Linked DNA regions of Mus musculus: region 2 is linked to region 1. Evidence: chromatin contacts called from public promoter capture Hi-C data. All regions are on one chromosome and are shown on one strand. Each heading gives the region's core, a stretch centred on a gene start, on an enhancer-like site or on the middle of the called end of the contact. The rest is flanking DNA. Distances are from core to core; before and after follow the strand shown. Region 1 has its middle 7.7 kb from the start of Gm35982. Region 2 holds the start of Bmp7 (bone morphogenetic protein 7).

Evidence for each region. Promoter capture Hi-C pulls out the DNA fragments that hold promoters and counts their contacts.
Region 2: a promoter capture Hi-C map of embryonic stem cells shows a contact between it and region 1. The contact joins the promoter of Bmp7 here to the enhancer-like site in region 1. A contact is called at or near these places in 8 of 39 promoter capture datasets (cranial neural crest, embryonic stem cells, frontonasal cranial neural crest and 4 more), 9 of 484 Hi-C or Micro-C datasets (embryonic stem cells and epiblasts) and 10 of 115 datasets of contacts at active chromatin or transcription factors (embryonic basal ganglia, embryonic forebrain, embryonic hindbrain and 4 more).

Annotation. Positions count from the first base shown.
Region 1 is chr2:172,564,938-172,571,055 of GRCm38.p6, reverse strand. No RefSeq gene overlaps it. Among named protein-coding and RNA genes, the nearest start is that of Gm35982, 7.7 kb to the left of the region's middle. Within about 2 kb of position 2,870, at least 14 of the 459 cell types and tissues checked have an H3K27ac peak or open chromatin away from gene starts, as enhancers often do. A contact at or near this core is called in embryonic stem cells, where this site is marked.
Region 2 is chr2:172,936,359-172,942,476 of GRCm38.p6, reverse strand. It overlaps Bmp7 (bone morphogenetic protein 7), which reads left to right and starts at 2,156. Exons shown (of 7, transcript NM_007557.3): 1 at 2,156-2,822. The coding sequence starts at 2,408. It overlaps Gm40010 (a long non-coding RNA gene), which reads left to right and starts at 2,832. Exons shown (of 3, transcript XR_867069.2): 1 at 2,832-6,118.

The DNA.
Region 1 (6,118 bases), core at 1,621-4,120:
CATAATGTAAGTATCTGGTATGCAGATGGCCTTAGGCCACCCTTGTGAAAGGATTGTTTGACCCCCAAAGGAATGAAGACCCAAAGGTTGAGAACCACTACCATGGATGGACTCTCCCTTTAGGCAGCCTTTCTCCCACCGCTCTAGAGCCTTCTCAAAGCACATACATCCGGGGCAGGATGACAGGGTGGTGGGAGTAAGGGGAGGTGGCTGGAATCTCAGGTGACAGTCTGACAGGACCCCCTCCTCCTTCTGTAAGGGAACAAAGGGAAGGTAGGGTCTGGTGAGTGTCTCTCATGGGTGATCCCAGCTGCTCTGCTCTGATGCCAACATAGGAACAGCCTTGTCCATCCTGAAGGGACAATCCTCTGTAAGTCACTCCCTGAGAGCTCATGGAGAAGGGGCCTTTAGGGCAGGTGTGAGGATGTAAGGCCCCACCTCAGGCCTGACTCCATCCTTGAGGGCACCCCCTGAGGAAAAAGAGGCCTAGCGAATAAGGATTCACTGATATCACCATTTTCTGCATTTTGAAGAAACTGCCCTTCAGCCTGCCACCCCTCCCCCCACCCACACACAAAGTTTTCCATCCTGGAAGTGGGGTGGACATTTTGCTAGAAGGAGCGTAGATCAGGGCGGCCTCCCTCAGTCATCCCTTGGAGCCAAATTCCAGAAGCCAATGTATTTTGTTTACAACTGCTTGGAAGGTGTTAACGGTGTCTCACACCCAACCTGGCAGTGGGACCCTCAACTCTACCAACAAAACACACCAGGCACTATGCTCTCTCCCTACCCCACCCCACCCCACCCCCCATCTCTTCAAATGACTGACAGCTTCCTTGTGGTCAACACAACCCGTTTCCTCCTCAGCAACTGGAATCACCAGCTTAGATGCTAAATTAGGGGCTGGGGTATAGTTCAGTGTTCCGGGTTCGATGGCAGCACAGGGCCTGGGCTCGAGTCTTACTAACAATAAATAAGTGCAAGCTAAGCTTGCTTTGGGCTGAGCTTCACGGTACAGATCGCTCACCCCAGCCATCCTGGAGGCTGAAGCAGGAGGAAGGAAAAGTTCAAGTCTTTCCTAGGCTACAGAGCTAGCCTGGGCTACAGAGCTAGCCTGGGCAACTTAGTGAGATCTTTTCTATAAACAAAGAAGAGGAAAGGAGAAGAAGGAAGAGGAAGAAGAGGAGGAGGAGGAAGAGAAAGAAGGGGAGAGGGGGAGGAGGAGGAGGAGGGAAGAGGAGGGGGAGGAGGAAGAGGAGGAGAACTATGGTTAAAGCTCAATGGGGAAAACTCTTGACTGGTATGTACAAGACAATTAAAACAAGACAATAAGAACTATAACAATGCCAGGCATGGTGGTGCACGCCTTTAATCCCAGCACTTGGAAGGCAGAGGCAGGCAGATTTCTGAGTTTGAGGCCAGTCTGGTCTACAAAGTGAGTTCCAGGACAGCCAGGGCTATACAGAGAAACCCTGTCTTGAAAAACAACGACAACAATAACAACAACAACGAAAAAGAACTATAACAATAACAACAACAACAGCAGCAGCAAAGAACCCTGCTCTACTTAAAGCCATTGCAGGTGGGAAAAAAAAAAATCCAAGCCCTCTACCAAGTCATTAAGCTCTATGAGGGGATGTGGCCTCATGTGTCTTGTCTGTTCCACTCACCAGCTACTTCAGCCCCAGAGCCCTGGATTTTGTACCTGGGTACAATTGCCATTTGGGGCTTGGGGAAATGTCCCTTCTTTCTAGAAGTCTACACTGACCACATCCCCAGAGTCCTGTTGGGCGCTTCCCCTCTAAGTCCTGAACCCCAGCAGCTCTGACTGTCTTGGAGAGTCCTCTGCCACTTAGTGCCCAGCCTGGAAGGCTGATGACCTCAAATAGACCCTGAGCAGCCACGAGTCCCACACCTAACCTGCATCATTTGGTCTTGACTTTGTTTTTTCGTATGTTTGTTTGTTTGTTGAGACAAGGTCTCACATAGCCCAGGCTGATCTTGAACTCCCAATCGTCCTGTTTCTATTTCCAAGTGCTATGATCACAGGTGTGTGTTACTGAATGAGCAAAAGAAAAGAAAAAGGAAGACTTGGTTGCTGGGTGTGGTAGAGGAGAGGCAGGGACATCTGGGAGAGTCCAGCGTGGACATGACCCTGAGCTCTGTGAGGAGAAGGGGAGGGGAAGGGAAGGGAGAGGGGAACCAGGTGTAACAGCCAAGTGGGCAAATGGTTGAAAAAAAAAAAAAAAGATGGCTAACCACAATGGCTGGATGATACAGGAAAGAGCCTCTGGGGAGTGGCAGCAGTACCCTGAGCTGCAGAGTTGGGAGTGGATAGAAGGCAGGGCATTCCAACCATACCCTGTGACTCTTGGGTATGGAGTGGTGCTGGGAAAACCTGGAAGCCAGGTCAGTTTTGATATGTTAAATAGACACCTTAGCTGCTTGTCGCAGGTCTGAAATTTAACAACCACCACACCCAGTTTATTCCACACTGGGGATGGAACCCAGGATTCTCTGCATGCTAACCCAGCACATCCCGAAGCCTCCTACAACCTGGTCTTGGAGAATTTACTGTGGAGTAATGGCTTCCAACCACATCGTCGCTGCAGGGCTAGGGGATGGGCAGCGCAGCTCTGTGAAATTGAGCCGGGACTGCAACTGCCAGAGAGGATGTCAGAACCCTGCCTGAGCACACTCAAAGTTAGCCAGACAGGGGGCATGGCAGCTGGACCCAAACAAGGCCAGCTCCCAGCTAGAGGCCAGCCTCATGTTTCTCCAGCCACAGAAGGCAGCGTAGAAGCTGTCTTTCCACACACCAGCCAGGGGGAAGTCAAACGATTCTACCACCTGCTCCTCACGGAGCCTGGAGCCCGCAGGCAGACCAGGTGATGGTTGCCCTCTTCTAAGAGCCCCATGCTTAGAGGGTGTAGCTCTCAGGAGTGTCCGGATAGTGTGACCTGCAATTCTTAAACTGGGCACAGCGGGACACATCTGTTTGCAGCAGTTCAAGGCTGGCCTGGCTAGCCTGAGCTACACAAGACCGCATCTCAACAAGGCAGCTCATTAACACCACTTTCCTAAGGGAGGCTGCACACCGGCTCACACTGCAGGCCACAGCCAGCAAGTTCAAACTAGTGCAGGCTGTGGGCCAGACTGTGGAACGCACAGGAAGACATCCAGAATTGCCGAGAGAGGAAGGCCAGACCTGTGTTCTCAATAGGTTTCATGACTACACCACTCACAGGCTGGCTGTGCCTGGCCTGGGTTTTGTTCTGTGGAACCACCACGCGTGTCCATTTTATTTTGTCCCTTTGTCTGGCAATTCATCATCCTGCTCTTTGGGTTTTGAGACAGTGTCTCACTAATTACACCAGGCTGACCTGAAACTCTCAGAGATCCACCTGCCTCTGCCTCCGGAGAGCTAGGATTATTGGAGTACCACGCCGCCCCCGAGTACAGCTTGTTCTAATTTAGTCTTCCCCGATCCCAGCCCCCACCTGACCTTGCTTGGGTGTGTTGTTTTGCTTTGTGAAAAGGTCTTGCTATGTAGCCAAGGCTGTCCTGGAACTAACTAGGAAACCCAGGCTATCTTTAAATTCATGGTCATGTCTTTGTGTCTCTTAAACCCTGAAATTATAGGAATATTCCACCATATCTGACTTGTTTGTAGGTTTGGGTTTTTTTGTTTTTTGTTTTTGTTTTTTGTTTTTTTTTTTGAGGCAGGGTTTCTCTGTATAGCCCTGGCTGTCCTGGAACTCACTCTGTAGACCAGGCTGGCCTCGAAGTCAGAAATCCGCCTGCCTCTGCCTCCTGAGTGCTGGGATTAAAGGCGTGCGCCACCACGCCCGGCTTAGGTTTGGGTTTTTTGTTTGTTTGATTAGTTTGGTTTGGTTTGGTTTTGGTTCTGAACCCCCCCCACCCCCCCGTGTGGTCCTGGCCGTCAGGGAATTCACTCTGTAGACCAGGCTGGTCTCAAATTCACGAAGGCCCACCTGCTTCTGACTCTGAATTCTGGGATTAAAGTTGTTCATCGCCACACCAAACTGTGTTTGTCTGGTTCACACACCCCACCCCCACCCCCAACTCCTGGTTCGGTTTTCAGATAGGCTCTCCCAGCTAGCCTGGAATTTGCTATGAAGTCATGGCTGACCTTGAATCTTCCTGCCTTGCATCCTGATTGATTGTTGGGATTAAAAGCATGGGCCACCATTTCTGATTTTCCTCTTTTTTTTTTTTTAGATAAGGGATTATGTTCCCAGGCTGATTTGTAATTTCTGGCTCAAGTAATCATCCTCCTGCCTCAGCCTTCCTGGTAGCTAGCACTGCAGGCATAGGCTTCTAAGCCTGCTTCAGTTTAACTTTTTTTTCCCATGTGTGTGTGGTATGCATGCATATGTATGTGTGCTTTCATGCATGTGGTCATATGTGCAGGCCTGTGCATATAACAGTCACGTATGTGGAGGCCTGAAGTTGATGTCTGGTGTCTTCCTGGATTTTGATTTAAACCTTGAGTCAGGGTGTCTCAACTGAACCTTGCGATTCAGCTATCCTATCTAGACAGATTGTTCAGGGGACCTAAATCTCCACCTCCTGAGCACGAGAACTTTAGTCCATCAGCCACAGGTACCACAGGTGCTGGGATTTGAACTCAGACCCCCATATTTGAGTGGAAATCTTCTTAGTTCCTAGTTTGTATCTTTGTAAAATTTTAAGAATTACTTTATTGCTGGGCACGCCTTTAATCCCAGCACTCGGGAGGCAGAGGCAGGCAGATTTCTGAGTTTGAGGCCAGCCTGGTCTACAAAGTGAGTTCCAGGACAGCCAGGGCTATACAGAGAAACCCTGCCTCGAAAAACAAACAAACAAACAAACAAAAAAAGAATTACTTTATTATTTTCTGTGCATTAATGCTTTGCCTGCATGTATGTCTGTGTACTACCAGCTTCCTGGTAACAGAGGTGGTATGTGGAGAGGGGACCACAAGGCAAAAGATAACACTGGAGAAAGCTGGTTCTCCCCTCCCACCCTGGGATCTGGAGCCACAGCTTTTCACAGCGAGCATTTTTTTTTAAACCTTCTGAGCCATCCCAACACCTGATTTTTACATTATTTAATGGTTGAGAAAACACGGGAGCAAGAATGTTTCCAGACAGCCGAAAATTATGTGAAAGCCAAGTTCTTCCCTGTGAATCCAGTCTTGCCATTGTCATACTGCCACACAGTACGGTGCGGTTTACCAGAGGTCTCAGGAGACCCCCATCCCCACTCTACCCCAGTTAGAGCCGGTTGGCCTTTTACTAGCCTGCCCATTTCAGCTCCAAGCATTGGTGACACAGGTGTCCTCAGAGCTTGCATGGTGGGAGTACAACACAAAAGCAAGATCATTGACTCTGGTGGGCTCTGGTCCACACAGAAGGAGACGACAGGAAGTGGCTTGGGAGATAGCCTGGCCCGTGAGGTCATGATTTTTCCTGAGAGGCAACAGGAGTCTCCAAGATAACAGCAGCAGATGCAAAGGTCCTGGGATGGGATGACCTGGGTTCCAGTCTGGGCCAGGAGTGAGGCTGGCAGGGAGTGAGTGGAAGATGCTTGTAAGCAGATTAGGTAATGAGTCAGTCACATGCACTATCTGATGGGAAAAGCCCATAGTGAGGCAGCCGGTACTCAGTATACCACATATGGACGAGTGGTGCCTATGGGTGGAGACAGAGCAGTACTGGAGACTGTATAACACAGTGGTGCCCCAGCCTGACATCCAAATGGGATGCAGAGGGCAGTGACTGAAAGTGACTGGCACCTCATCATTTTCAAAACGGTGTGTGTGTGATTAAAGGCATGCACTACCGGGCGTGGTGGCACGAGCCTTTAATCCCAGCACTCGGGAGGCAGAGGCAGGTGGATTTCTGAGTTCGAGGCCAGCCTGGTCTACAGAGTGAGTTCCAGGATAGCCAGGGCTACAGGGTTATACAGAGAAACCCTGTCTCAAACAAAACAAAACAAAAACAAAAACAAAAAAAAATAAATAAACAAAAAGTTTGCTTGCTTTCCTTCCTTTCTCTTTCTTTCTTCCCTTTTCTCTTTTCTTTCTTCTCTTCCTCATCTCCTTCTTCCTCTT
Region 2 (6,118 bases), core at 907-3,406, 370 kb before region 1:
CCCAGTCTCTCTGTGGAGACTCAGTGGCCCACGGCTTTGTTTCATGGACAGAGGACAAGGTGGTTCTCCTGTCATGGCTGCCGTCCATGCATAGGTCACACATCCCTCCTCTACCCAAGGCTAGCCAGGTGCCCTATCTCTCCCTTCTTCGGTGCCTCCTCCGACTGGGCTCTGACGCTTCTCAGAGAGAAGCAAAGGGAAAGACTGCTTGCTACCCTTCTGTTCCGGACCTTACTGAAGGTCCTTAGTGTTTCCAGGGGCCCAAGAACCAGGTAGCCGTGGAGGTTGCCATGCTTGCCTGCCCACTCACCCAACGTTCTCCTGCCTGGCCTGTGTGTGGCACCCATGCAGGCCACAGAAGGCCACACACAGCCTTCAGGATGAGGGCAGGGCCCCTTTGTTTATTCAATATCAAGAACTGTAACATGGTCACCGGAGGTCATGTCTCCAGCTCGCAGCCTGCTTGGCCTCAGATCACCCACCACAGCAGGTCCAGGGAGGGGCCTCTCAGGTCTGCACTGGCCAGGGACTCAGTACTGGTGGCATCCAAGGCCTGGGCTAAGACCTGCATGTCTCTTTTAGCCCCTCAGACAGTCACATCACCTAAAATTCCTACCAAGGAGCCCTGAGAGACCTAGGTAGTTATCTCTGTTCCAGGAAGCCTGAAAGACCAGGCTTCCCATCTCACCCTAGGACTTCAAGAGGGACCCCCTACTCAAGGCCCTTCCCCAGCCCCTACTTGCCATTTTACCACCCCTGAAACGCTTGGCTTGTCGCCCACCTTCAGCAAAGCAGGAAGCCTGGCTCACCATCCCCACTCACTCACTGCCATTCTGGGTGAAGGCTGCTTTGCTCCCATTTTTCAGATTAGGAAACGGAGGCTCCAAAGAGCAGCAATCCACTGAGAGACCCAGTATCTGTCTGGGACGTTTCCTCCTGGGAGGAGAGGGAGGCTAGTCCTTTGAGACAGGAAAATGCAGTCGGGAGCTCTTCTGAACTTGGGTACCAACTGCCTACTCCTCAGGCCCTACCTGGGGCTAGGGGTGGGGTTGTTAGACAGTGAGGTACCAAAGGACTCATGTCAGGACCCCGCCCCCCCAAGAGAGGAGGGGGGTGGGAACATTCTCTAGTCCCAGATTTCACTTATGTACTCTGTAGAGCTGCAGCATCTGGGGTTTGAAGGCTTTGGGTTAAAAGATACTTGGGAAGGAAAAGCCGAGAAGTACCTGGGCCCGGATCCCTTGGGTGCTGGACTTGAGGGGAGGTGTGTGTGTGTGTGTGTGTGTGTGCGCGTGTGTGTGTGTGTGTGTGTGTGTATGTGTGTGTGTGTTGGGGGAGTGAAGTGTAGAAAGAACTTTATCTCCACATTATCTCTGCCAGTCCTGGAAGGTTCCCAGAGGAAGTGGCACCCGAGGGGGGAGGGGCAGGGAGAGAACGTTCCCCGAGGAACAAAAGCCAGGATAGCAGAGGGGCAAGCGGTGGGGGTACCGAGGGGGTTTTGCATGACTGGAGCAAATGGAGTGTTGGGGGGGGGGCGGTTCGAAAGATGAGCCAGGTCCAAGAGTGGCCACCTCCGAGGAGCCTTCTCGGATTCCTGCGCTCCCTCCCGGATGCTTTCCTAGCACAGCCCTTAGTTGCTACACTTTGGCCACTTCCAAGTGCGAGTCCCGAGAGAGCTGGGCAGATTGGGATTCTTCTCTCTGGGTCCCTGCGGCGTCTGTCCCAGTGCCGGACACCCGGTGGGCACTCGGTAAATATTTGTAGAGCGCCCTGGGAGGAATGAATGAAGCCATTGGGCCAGGCTTGGGGAGGGCGGGGACAGGCGCAGGTGGGAGGCAGCGGGAGCGGGAGGGGCGGGGAAGTCAGTCCTCCCGCTCCTCCCCCGCTCCCCGGCCCCAGCGCGCCCAACTCCGGGGCTCCCGAGGCGGCGGGCGGGCGATCCGGGCGCGCAGGGCCCTTGTATTGGGCACGCGGGAGATCGGAAAGGGGTTTGTTGCTGGTGCCCGCGGGCCCGAGCGCGATCAGAGCGGGAGGAGGGAGCTAGGGTTCGCTCAGCGCCCAGCTGCCTCTCCGGCACTCGCTCTCCGGACTTGTAGGTCTGCAAGCTGCTGCTCCTCCCACCCCGGCCCGCCTCCTCGCTCTCTTGCTCGCTCTCTGGAGTTGCTGTGCTAGCCTTGCCGTGCGTCCTGGCGAGTGCGGGCCGAGGGGCCCCGGGCCAGAACTGAGTAAAGGACAGGGGCGTCCCGGGCAAAGCGCAGCCGGCCGGGGAGTGGCCATGTGTGGCGAGGCCGCCTTGAAGCTCGCCTGCAGCAAGTGACCTCGGGTCGTGGACCGCTGCCCTGCCCCCTCCGCTGCCACCTGGGGCGGCGCGGGCCCGGTGCCCCGGATCGCGCGTAGAGCCGGCGCGATGCACGTGCGCTCGCTGCGCGCTGCGGCGCCACACAGCTTCGTGGCGCTCTGGGCGCCTCTGTTCTTGCTGCGCTCCGCCCTGGCCGATTTCAGCCTGGACAACGAGGTGCACTCCAGCTTCATCCACCGGCGCCTCCGCAGCCAGGAGCGGCGGGAGATGCAGCGGGAGATCCTGTCCATCTTAGGGTTGCCCCATCGCCCGCGCCCGCACCTCCAGGGAAAGCATAATTCGGCGCCCATGTTCATGTTGGACCTGTACAACGCCATGGCGGTGGAGGAGAGCGGGCCGGACGGACAGGGCTTCTCCTACCCCTACAAGGCCGTCTTCAGTACCCAGGGCCCCCCTTTAGCCAGCCTGCAGGACAGCCACTTCCTCACTGACGCCGACATGGTCATGAGCTTCGTCAACCTAGGTGAGTGGCGGTGGGAGGGGATATATTTCAGACTGGGGCCACTTTGGGACTGGGAGAGGGTCTCTGCTTACAGCCACTGTGGTCCACCTTTCCATTTGCAAAGCATCAGTGCCCGCCAGAGACTCTTCGCCCCGGGGTCTTAGTAGACTTTAAGCTCTGTGCGTCTCGGATAAGTCTTGCTGGCTCGGAGGGTTTGTCCGGGCTATCCGGAGGGTGCACCCCCAGCCCTGAGTCTCTGTCTGCTCCGCCGCGGGTTCATCTCACTCAGGGGCGGGAGGTCCCGGCTCGGCAGCGGCTTAGTTCAAAGCGCCCGGCTGGGTCATGTGAGCTGAACCGGCTTCAGCGGCCCGCGCTACCTGGATTTAAAGGGCCCTTGTGGGCAAAGCTGCCTTCCCGCCTTTCCTCTGCCCCTCTGAGGCCAGCTTGGTTCTGACATCCCGCGCATCCCCTTTTCTTCCCCTCTCTGACCCTACCTGTCCCATTGCGGAGCGCTGGTTTCGGCGTGCGCTCGGAGTGCCGCGGGGCTCCTCGCCTAGCCGCCAGTCGCCCACCTTTGGACTCTCGGCTGGAGCCGGGGAAAGAACGTTGCCATTGCGAGTTTTCTATTTTAAATGTTTAATGATAGGTCCCGGGCGGGCAGAATCCATTTTCAGCGTTTATCACGTGTGGCGCGCAAACCACGGGTTTTGGCGATTGGGTGGCTGGGGACCTCGGAACAGAGGCCGCCATGGAATGGCTGGGGAACCCGTTTCCCTGCTGGAGTTCCAGCCAACCCAGTGAGTGATGCGAGGCTGGGTTGCGGCTGGTCTGAGACAGCTCCCCCTGCAGCTGTGCGCGCACACGTATTCAACTTGCTCAAACTAACCCCCAGCCGTGCGCTGTGGGGCAGATCATCAAATATTTGGCTTTGGTGATAACAAGTCCTGATAGTGCCGTTTCCTGTGTCGCTTTTATTCTGCTTGTGGAAGTTGCTGAGAAAACCCCAGGTCAAGACACCAAACGCACCATGGGCTCCCGCCGTGTCAACTTGGAAATAATGAAGCTTGAAGACCACCCCTCCCTCGCTGGGCACCCGGGGCTCGGAAGGGATCTCCGTGAAGACAGGGTCCCAGTTAATCCTCTCAGCTCTAGATAAAAAGCCCTGGAGCTTCTGGGAGATATTGTCTGGCTCCATTAAAGGTCAAAAATATAAAATAATGACTCAAGGGTCAGGGTGTAAAAGCTGGTGATAGAGCTGCCAAAATAATATAGAGCAAATTCTAATTCTCCTTAGACACTTGTTAAGAAGAGGCCCTGCTTTGGAAAGGCCTCTAGGTCCTGAGGGAAGGAAAGGCCAATCGCAGAGAGATTTTCCTGGGGGTAGGGCTTAGGTTGCTGGCAGATGGAGGGTGCCTTTCACTGTGTCCGTTCTTTTTTTTAATATGTGGATTTATCACCTTAAACTAAAGTAGAGTCCTCAATAGATGCTTAGCAGCATGTGGTCAGCATGGATCTGTGAGGCCATCCCGAAGCCAGGCTTAACAAGGCCCTCTCCCTGCGTGAGGGTCAGAGCTTATGGCCTCTCCTGCTCTCTCCTGTGATCTCCAGCAAGGCAGTGGGTCCTAGCTGACAATTCAGCGCCTTGCCTGGCTCATCAAGCAGCAATAGATAATCCCTGACTTTGGTGCCAGTCTCTGTGTTTCAGGTCTGGCAGTATGGCCCCAGCTGGCCGCCTGCATCCCAAAGGGCCAGGTGGCTTCCAGGGCGGCTCCCAGGGCCCTGCTGGGAACCTGGCGGGGGCGGTTGCTCCCCCCCTGGCCTTGGGTACAAGCTGGGGCATGCTGGGGAGGCCACAGCTGGGTGGCTTCCTCTGGCTGCACACACACCTTTCAGTCCGTTCTTTCTTTCATGTTGAAAGGACAAAGCCTAGCTTGTCTGAGCCTCTCAATCAGCGAGGCTGGCTTTGGGCTTTTGTGGGACCGTCCTGACTTTCTCAGGCCTGGCTCTCTGGATCATCACTCCTAATTAGATAGCAGAGTGGCTTTTAACAGAACCCATGAACTGGGTCTTGTTTTCTTTCTCTCTCTGTCGCTAAACTAGAGGTAATTAGGGGAAGCCCAGGACTGTAGCTGCTAAGAGCTTCCTGTAGGTGCATCTTTAATCTCTGCTGGGCCACAGCACAGGCAGGAACCTCCTACTCCTGCTGGTGTGACTTGGGGGATGGCAGCTGGGCTGGAGAAGCGGGTAGTGACTGGAAACTTATTCCCACACTGAGTCTGCTGAGAAAGCATGGTCAGATCAGAAATAGACAAGATTTTTAGAATGCCAAGTTCACTCTTACCCTTTGCTCCCGAATGAGAAAAAACGTTCCTGTCAAACTGCCCCATTGTCACCCTAAGAGCATTTGGTGTTGGTGGCAGAGACAGACTGCGGCACACCTCCGCCACCGGTCCCCCTCAGTTTTGCCTGCCTGGGGACTCCTGCTTCAACCCTGAGGGCTTTTGCAGACCTTTATTGTCCTGTCTGCAGCCAAACTGGTTTTTGTTCTTATAAGTTGTTCTCCCTGGAATTTGAGCAGTTTGCCAGGCCTAGTGGGATCTACACTAGAGGGAAATTTACAACAAAACCAGGTGCTACGTGTGAAGACTTGACTGTCCCAGATGACAAGACCAGCCTGAACCATAAAGTCCCTGGGAAAGCCAGAGACTTGCGGCTTGCGTGGGACACCCATCCTCCTGGCTCTGGCCCCAAAGTTCAATGGCAAGATCTGTAAACTGGTTTGGATTAACAAGCCCCCTACTCCTCTGGGTAGACTTCATTTTGGAATTCAAAACAGGCCACACTCTCTCAAACAGTCCCCAGGCAAAGTTGATCCTGCAGAGACCGAGTCTCGCCATTAACCCCAGCTACTCTTTTTTTTTGGGGGCGGGGGAGAAACCGAACAACCCTGTTCAGAATCTTCTAGAAAGCCAACTGTCTTAGGGAGGGTGTGTGTGACTCCCGTTTATCCCTCAGCCAGGTTAGGAAGGAATGAAATTTGTTTAATCTTCGAAGCTGAGTTAGAAAGAGAACCCTGTCATTATTGTAGCCAGCGCATAAAAGTGGCTTTTGTTAACTTGTTCTGCTAAGCAGAAGTGAGGCCTAGCAGTTTGGTTTTTCGCTTTACCCCCATCTGGCTGTCCTTTTTGGAGACAAGTGTTTGGCGTTAAGATCTCTCCTTTAGCCCTCCGAACAGACCCTACCACTGGGGAGTGGTCGGGAAAGGTTCTGTTACAATTTAAACACGGCCTTTGGGGAGTGCGCCACAGAGCGTGGCT